Linked DNA regions of Mus musculus: regions 2 and 3 are each linked to region 1. Evidence: chromatin contacts called from public promoter capture Hi-C data. All regions are on one chromosome and are shown on one strand. The core of a region is the stretch at or near the end of the contact, and the rest is flanking DNA. Distances in the headings are between cores, read along the strand shown.

Region 1 (2,700 bases), core at 121-2,620:
CAATTTCTTTTCACAATACTACTTGTCAGTTGTTTTCATTCTATTCCCAGACTCTTGAGGCCAAGTATCTGGGGGTAAAAAAAATGATCAAAATCTATAATCACAAAACCAAGATTCTTAGAAATTACAAAGCCTTGTCACCCAACTCGTTGCAGAAAATTATTTTATAAATTCGAAAACGGCATTCAGCCTTTTACTCAAAGAGTCAGTTCTGATTGGATTTCCAATCGGGCACTCCCAAGCAGTGCCCGGGAATTTTCTTTTTAATAGAGGATTCTTTTTATTTATTTTCATAGGTGCGTCGGTGTTTTTCCTAGATGTATGTCTGTATGTGAGGGTGTCAAAAATCACCTGGAACTGGAGTTAAAGACAGTTGTGAGCTGCCTTGTGAGTGCTGGGAAATTGAACCCACCTCCTCTGGGAGAGCAATCAGTGCTTTTAGCCGCTAAACCATCTCTCTAACCCCGCCTGGGAATCTTAAAACGACCGGAAAAGAATTCGAATTTGTTAACTTGCAAGGAAATAAAGCCTTTCTTTCTTTCTTTCTTTTTTTTTTTTTTTTTTTTTTTTTTTTTTTTTTTTTTGTGACAGGGTTTCTCTGTGTAACCCTGGCTGTCCTGGAACTCACTCTGTAGCCCTGGCTATCCTCGAACTCAGAAATCCGCCTGCCTCCGCCTCCCAAGTGGTGGGATTAAAGGCGTGTGCCACCACTGGCCGGCTCAAGCCGTCTTCCTAACTCAAGTAAAAACGCGGAACTGTAAGACACGAAGAAAAAACGATACATTTAAAACTTTAAGGTTAAAAAAACTTCAGGGCTTTTTGTACTGTCTCACTCCGTAGCCCAGGTTAGTCTTAAACTACATCTCCTAGGCTAAACTCGAATCGATTTTGTTCTAGCCTCCCGAGCAATGCGATTACAGACTATACTCAAGAGATGAGAAGCCCACACCATTACATGCTCAGCGTTTACACAGAGAAGAGGCCGAGTAGCCGCGACTTGCGGCGGCACCTGAGCTCGGCCGCCAGCTACGCCAGGCCTGAGACAAACCCACCCCGGCCTCGAGGAAGCGTGTCAACCCCGCGCTGTCCCCGCTGCTCGCCCCGCTAGTGGCCTCGGGCACAGATGCCCTCCGGAGCCGGCTTCGAGCGCCCCAGCCACAGACATCGGTGCCTGAAGACCGGCGAACCCAGCTTGTCGAACCTGGTACCAGACCCGCACCTCAGTAATGGGTCCCGCCCCTAAGAGACCCGCACCTTCTCCTCATGGTGGACGCTCCAAGCTGTCCAGAATCGAGACCCTCCACTTGCCACGCGCGGGACGGAGAACGGTAACCAGCCGCAGCAGACTTCACCCGGAGTCCGTCTCCACTCTCGAGCCGTTGGACCCCGCGGAATTCAAACCGAGCCAGAGGCGGTGCCAAATGACAATTGGTTACCGCGTCCGCCACTCACGGAGCCCCGCCCTCGTCCCGCCCCTCCTGCGAAGGGCTGCTGCCTAGGCCTGGGATACAGAGACCGCCTAGGGCGTGGGAAGCGCTTGCACGGGGAGCGTGCGGGCCTCAATATGCGCATGCGTGCACCTATGCCCGCCTCAAGGGTGGGGTGTAGGGGTGTGGCCGATGATGTCACCGGTACCCACTGAGTTGCTGCCGTTGGGTTTCAAATTTTTGTGCTTCCTGAGAAGTATTGGGTAGACTGCCAGAACAGCTCGACTTCTTGCTACTCTCCAATGTCCCAAGAGGAGCAGGGACTAGCAGGAAAGCTTAGAAGGAAAAAAAAACCAGGCTCTTGGTCCTGGTACCTTAGTGGACAAGTTTATCGCATTTAATCATTAGAACACACCTGTTAATAATGATCATCACTATCCTGAAGAAAAAGATTTGAGTAGCTTTTCCAGAACGTAGGCGGCAGAGACAGGACAGGGAAATAGTTTGGGCTACAGGAAAAAACTGACTTGCCCAATTTAGCTGTGAGCAAATGGTGATTTGGGCTTTGTTTTTCTTGCACATTATAAGATTTAGGTAAATCAGGAAAACTCCACAATTTGAACATGACATCAAAGTATTTGTGTAGCCGGGCGTGGTGGCGCACGCCTTTAATACCAGCACTTGGGAGGCAGAGGCAGGCGGATTTCTGAGTTCGAGGCCAGCCTGGTCCGCAAAGTGAGTTCCAGGACAGCCAGGGCTACACAGAGAAACCCTGTCTCGAAAAACCAAAACAAACAAACAAACAAACAAAAAACAAAAACAAAAAACAACCAAAGTATTTGTGTGTCCTTTTCTTCCCACTGACCCATAGCATCTGTATCCCATTTTCAATGATTTACTATTACCTAATACACTGCTATGGGAGTATCTCCTTTGCTACTCAGACTAAAATTTGTAATAAAGCTGAGATGAATTTCTTTTTTGCTACCTCCTCCAAAATGATTTGTAGAAGTGTAATTATTGAATTCTCCTTTGCGAAGAGGTACTTATTAACCTATCTTCTGCACCAAACTTTACCTGGAGTATCCTTGTTACCCACAGCACTGGTGATTAGCAATGCGCTTTTAAACCACTAGCTTCCATCTATAGGCCCAAAATAAAACAAAATCTAGTTTATACTGAATTATAACTAAAATTGTCTGCTTTTCTGTATTGGTCAACTGTACCATCTATAAGAGTCTCATTATTTGCTTCTCTTTTTTATGATAAATAC
Region 2 (2,700 bases), core at 166-2,665, 540 kb before region 1:
TTTATTTATATGAGTACACTGTAGCTGTCAGACACAGCAGAAGAGGACATTGGATCCCATTACAGATGGTTGTGAGCCACCATGTGGTTGCTGGGAATAGAACTCAGGACCTCTGGAAGAGCAGTCAGTGCTCTTAACGGCTGAGCCATCTCTCCAGCCCCCTAAGATGTTTTCTTAATTAGCGATTGAAGCAGGAGAGCCTGTCCATTGTAGGTGGTTTTATCCCTGGGCTGGTAGTCCTGGGTTTTATAAGAAAGCTGGCTGATATTGCTAGGACAAGCCAGTTAACAGCACCCCCCCACACACACACACCCTACGCCCCCCCAACCCTCCAGCCCCCCCAACACCCCCCCCCCCCAACTCCCGCCTCTGCATCAGCTTCTGCCTCCAGGTTCCAGGCCTGCTTAAGTTCCTTCCTATCCTGACTTCCTTTGGTGATGAACAGTAATGTTGAAGTATAAGCTAAATAAACTTTTTCCTTCCCAACTTGCTTTTTGATCATGGTGTTTCATTCAGGTGGTCCCTCCTGTCTCTGCTCTCTGCTTCTCTTTCCAGTACTGGGATTGAAGATGTATGTTTTTTTTTTTTCTTTGTTTGTTTCTTTGTTTGTTTTTTGAGACAGGCTTTTTCTCTATAGATCCCTAGCTATCCTGGAACTCAACTATGTCGACCAGGTAGCCTCCTGTGTGCTGGGATCAAAAGTATGCACCGCCACGCCCATGCGTAGCCACGCCCATGCCACTTTTCCTGCTGAGCCTTTTCTGAGAGCTAGTGGTGTGAACTCGGGTCCCAAAGCTTGTATAGCAAGTACTTTACCCACAGAGCTATCTCTTAGTCTCCCCTCACCCCCAAACTAAGTTTCACTAGCCCAGGTTAGCCTGAACTCCTATGTACTTGAGTATGCGTATGAACTCCTAATCCTCTTGCAAATACCGGAATTACAGATGTATGCCGCTATGCCAAGCTTAGGTGGAAATTTTTAAATGTCCAGTGCTTGATCATAGCCAATCAGGCGGGGCTGGTGAGATGGCTCAGTGGGTAAGAGCACCCGACTGCTCTTCCGAAGGTCTGGAGTTCAAATCCCAGCAACCACATGGTGGCTCACAACCACCCGTAATGAGATCTGATGCCCTCTTCTGGTGCGTCTGAAGACAGCTACAGTGTACTTACATATAATAAATAAATAAATCTTAAAAAAAAAAACTTATAAAAAAAACTTATATAACCAATCAGGCTAACTTAAATAAGAAAGTAATATTTAATAACTCATAAAACAGTGTTTTTGTATTTAGAAAGAAGCAGCTGCATTGAGACAACAGAAACGGATGAACTGGCGCTGCCCTTGGAGCCCTGCACCTGCAGCAGGGAGTCTGGCGCTGGTGGAGAAGCCCCGCCTCCTTCCCGGATCAAGCCGACAGCAAGCCAGGGGCTGTGTGATTGGTGCAAGCTGCTCTTAAAGGAGCACCAGCTGCCTCTCAGCTTCTCTGCTACAAAACCTCAGTGCCCACGAGAGTTGGATCAACAGGTGGCAAGGCGCTCATCCCTTGAAATTAAGATTTTTGTCTGCTTTAAATATATAAATAACATTTGCCACTACACCTTTATTTCTGACTGCTCTTAAACGTTTACTGTGTTCTGCATGTCTTGTTTATAAAATATTGGTTTATAATTTATAATTTATAACGTACATATTGCTCTATAAATTATGGTAATGATACCAGGAATAAAAATTAAGGATTTTTTAAATTCTATATTTTATTTATTTGCATTTCAAATGTTATCCCCTTTCCTGGTTTCCCCTCCACAAACCCCCTATCCCATGCCCCCTTCCCTCTGCTTTTATAAGAATGCTCCCCCACCCACCAACCCAACCCCTCCTCATCGCCCTGGCATTCCCCAACACTGGGTCATCAAGCCTTCACAGGACCAAGGGCATCTCCTTCCATTGATGCCAGATAAGGCCATCCTCTGCTACATATGCAGCTGGAGCCATGTGTACTCCTTGGTTGGTGGCTTAGTCCCTGGGAGCTCTGGGGGATCTGGTTGGTTGATATTGTTGTTCCTCCTATAGGGTTGCAATCCCCCCCCCCTTTTTTTTTAGAAGTTTACAGCATTAACAAAGGTTAAGAATCACTGGCTCTTGAAATTCCGCCCCCACCACCACTTCCTTTCAGCTTGCTTGAGCCCTGGCAAGGCTCCAGCAAGCCCTTCCTGTCAGCCCAACGTGCCAATAACAGCTTCCTCAGCCAATCAAGGTTCTTGCCATTTTCCCATCTTGTTAACCCCTTTCCTGTGCTGACACTGCCTTCGGCTTAAACCTAATCACACGGGAAACTGTTATGCTCTATAATGATATACCAGATAAAGGTCAGAAAGGGTGGTAGTCTCTTTATGGAGTATGTTTTTGGGGTTAAAAAGTTTTATTTTGATATTAGAAGAGCTTCAATTCAAAACTGACTTTTAAGGCTCAAACATAACAGAGATAGATAACCAGTATCCTTGTAAATGATCAAATAATTTAATCTGTTCAGAAATATATAAGAAGCCATGCTAAGAACTGATGCAGTTAATTTCAAGATTAAGCTTTATTTAGTCTTCTGTTTTATATTTTCAAGGTATAGTTTAGAGCAGATAACTAAAAACAGGTAGGTACTAGCCCTCAAACCAGTCAGAGATCTCCTGAATGTGGCATTTAGTATG
Region 3 (2,700 bases), core at 153-2,652, 610 kb after region 1:
AATACCTGAAGCTGGCACCTGGAGGAAACAAAGTACCAGGTCACATCTCCTTTGCATGCTATTTAGTGAAACTCTTTCTTAGAGCAAAGAGCTATTGATTCATGTAGAAACAATGCCCAAGAACTGGAAATGTAGCTCAGGGCTAAAGCATATGCCTCACATATAGAAAGCCCTGGATTCAATCTCCAGTACTGAAAAAGAGAGGGAAAAAAATAAAAAATAAGCCGGGAAGTGGTGGCACACGCCTTTAATCCCAGCCCTCGGGAGGCAGAGGCAGGCGGATTTCTGAGTTTGAGGCCAGTCTGGTCTACAGAGTGAGTTCCAGGACAGCCAGGGCTATACAGAGAAACCCTGTCTTGAAAAACCAAAAGAAAGAAAGAAAGAAAGAAAGAAAGAAAGAAAGAAAGAAAGAAAGCAAGCAAGCAGGGCACAGGTAGGGGGAATGGGGATGCAGCTCAGTTGGTAAAGTGCTTGCCTAGAATGCCTGAGGCCCGCCAGCCCTGCTTTTAATTCCCACAACTAGATAAACTGGGAATGGTGAAAACACATCTAAATCTCAATATTTATGAGGTGGGAGTAGGAGATGGAATTCAAGGCCAGACTCAGTTAGAGAGCAAGTTTGAGGCCAGCTGGGCCCCATAATATAGTCTTTCTTAAAAAAAAAAAAAAAGGGAAGGAATCCAGGGTTTTCTCTAAAGACTGGTGCGAGTCTTAAGAAATCAGGCGAGTCCAACTGCCCCTCAGAACATCATAAAGATCATGACAAAGATAACCTCAGACCTGTTTTAGAGTCCGGGTGAAAATAAAGTGGTTTCTTACTCTCCGACTTTGTCCTCTGTATCCATCTTTCCGGCTAGGTTCTGTCTAAGGGTCTTGCTGGTTTTTAAGAGGTTACTGTTCACATGACTCAGGCAGGCCACCTGCAATACAAAGTAATTATGAAGGAGAAAACTGTTGCCTACCTTTCCCTTTGATATCTTAAAGAGAATGTGGTCCTTTTTTTTTTTTTTTAATAGATACAGCAAGCTTTTAGATTTGAACTGTTAAAGGAAAGTTCCTTGGGCTGTACAGATGGCTCAATGGCTAGGGTTGAGAGCAGATCTTGCTCTTGCAGAGGATTGCTAGTGGGCATCAATGTTAGCCGGTTCACAACCACTTGTAATTCTAGCTCTTGAGGATCAGATACGCTCTCTGCAGTCTGCAAGTACTTCTCATGCACGTGTGCATGCATACATACATATATACATACACACACCACAAAGAAAGATCTTTTTTTTCCTTGAGACAGTCTCTCTCTCCCTCCCTCCCTCTCTCCCTCCCCCAGTCTCTCCCCCCCACCCCCCATCCTGGATGTCCTGGAACTTAACATGTAGACCAGGATGGCCTTGAACTCACAAAGACACGCCCCTCCCTCACCTCTGCCTCCAAGTGCAGGAATTAAAGGAGTATGCCACCACACCCTGCTACATACACTTACTTTTAAAAGAGAAGGTCCACACAAAGCTGTGATAATTGTAAACAGCTCTCCCACTATAGAGAAAGAGCCCTGCTTTTGCCATTAAATATGAATAAAGGCAATAAGGTATTCTAAAACTGTGGTTTTCAATAAGTTAGAGTTATGCAGGACATTTTTAAAACAAATATATGCCCAACTTCCAAAACAAAGAGACCTAGAGTTAGTCTGTCAGTATGGAAGGACCAGACACTAGCATTCGAAACAAAACAACAGGGGGCTGGAAAGATGGTTCAGTAGTTAAAAGCACTGACTATTCTTCCAGAGGCCGGAGTTCAATTCCCAGCAAAAACATGGTGGCTTACAACCATCTGTAATGGTATCCAATGCCCTCTTCCCATGTGTCTGAAGACAGCTACAGTGTACTCTTATAAAATAAAATAAATAAATCTTTTAAAAAACAAAACAGCAACAAGAAAAACCAACAGGGCTGGTGAGATGGCTCGGCAATTAAGAGCACTGTCTGCTCTTCCAGAAGACCCAGGTTTGATTCCCAGCACCCACATGGTAGTTAACAAATGTCTGTAACTCCAGTTCCAGGGAATTCAGTGCATATAATATGCAGACATAAATGCAGACAAAATACTTATATACACAAAAAATAAACAAACATAAATAATAAACAAAATCAACAACAACAAAGTCATTCTGAAGAGCAGCTAGGGTTAAAACCGCTAGTTTAATTCATATAAACACACAACACCAATTAGAGCAGTGTCATTGGACAGAAGTCCACTTGAATGTCTGGCTTCTGGTTTATCAGGTTCATATTCCAGAACCTGGAATTGTACCAATCCTCTACTCAGCACTTTTCTTTTTTTAACTATTCACATATCTTTATTTTATTTTACATGTATAGGTGTTTTGACTGCATGTACATCTGTGTACCTTTTGCATGCAGTGCCCAAAGAGGGCAGAAGAGGGCATCAGATTGCTTGAAACTGGTTACTAAAGATTTTGAGCCACCATGTAGCTGGGAGTTGATCCTGGGTCCTCTGGAAAGCAGTGCTTTTACAATGAGCCATCTCTCCAGCCTAGTCATCATTTTTCAATCATGTGCAGTGTACTGGAAATTCTTTAAGGATGTGCACTAAACCCACCAACCATCAAACACTACATTTATGGCAGTATTATCTAGACTTTCTTACTTCTAATTCCTTGATGTCCTTTGATTTTAGGAACATTTT

What was found. Promoter capture Hi-C pulls out the DNA fragments that hold promoters and counts their contacts.
Region 2: a contact with region 1 is called in a promoter capture Hi-C map of pre-B cells, with 4 times the contacts expected there. The contact joins the enhancer-like site here to the promoter of Prc1 in region 1. A contact is called at or near these places in 5 of 39 promoter capture datasets (the C10 cell line, liver, neutrophils and 1 more), 2 of 115 datasets of contacts at active chromatin or transcription factors (astrocytes and memory CD8 T cells) and 1 of 9 other capture datasets (macrophages).
Region 3: a promoter capture Hi-C map of embryonic stem cells shows a contact between it and region 1, with 2.5 times the contacts expected there. The contact joins the enhancer-like site here to the promoter of Prc1 in region 1. A contact is called at or near these places in 6 of 39 promoter capture datasets (cranial neural crest, embryonic stem cells, frontonasal cranial neural crest and 1 more), 13 of 484 Hi-C or Micro-C datasets (embryonic stem cells, erythroblasts, neural progenitor cells and 1 more), 6 of 115 datasets of contacts at active chromatin or transcription factors (embryonic stem cells, epiblast stem cells and extraembryonic endoderm stem cells) and 1 of 9 other capture datasets (embryonic stem cells).

The regions. Positions count from the first base shown.
Region 1 is chr7:80,293,146-80,295,845 of GRCm38.p6, reverse strand. It overlaps Prc1 (protein regulator of cytokinesis 1), which reads right to left and starts at 1,370. Exons shown (of 15, transcript NM_001374624.1): 1 at 1,255-1,370. The coding sequence starts at 1,265. It also overlaps a transcript of Rccd1 not described here.
Region 2 is chr7:80,831,891-80,834,590 of GRCm38.p6, reverse strand. No RefSeq gene overlaps it. Among named protein-coding and RNA genes, the nearest start is that of Zscan2, 28 kb to the left of the region's middle. Within about 2 kb of position 1,415, at least 161 of the 459 cell types and tissues checked have an H3K27ac peak or open chromatin away from gene starts, as enhancers often do. A contact at or near this core is called in memory CD8 T cells and pre-B cells, where this site is marked.
Region 3 is chr7:79,679,128-79,681,827 of GRCm38.p6, reverse strand. Ticrr (TOPBP1-interacting checkpoint and replication regulator) reads right to left here. Exons shown (of 22, transcript NM_029835.1): 8 at 2,662-2,700; 9 at 820-920; 10 at 1-18. Among named protein-coding and RNA genes, the nearest start is that of Ticrr, 20 kb to the right of the region's middle. Within about 2 kb of position 1,402, at least 3 of the 459 cell types and tissues checked have an H3K27ac peak or open chromatin away from gene starts, as enhancers often do. A contact at or near this core is called in embryonic stem cells, where this site is marked.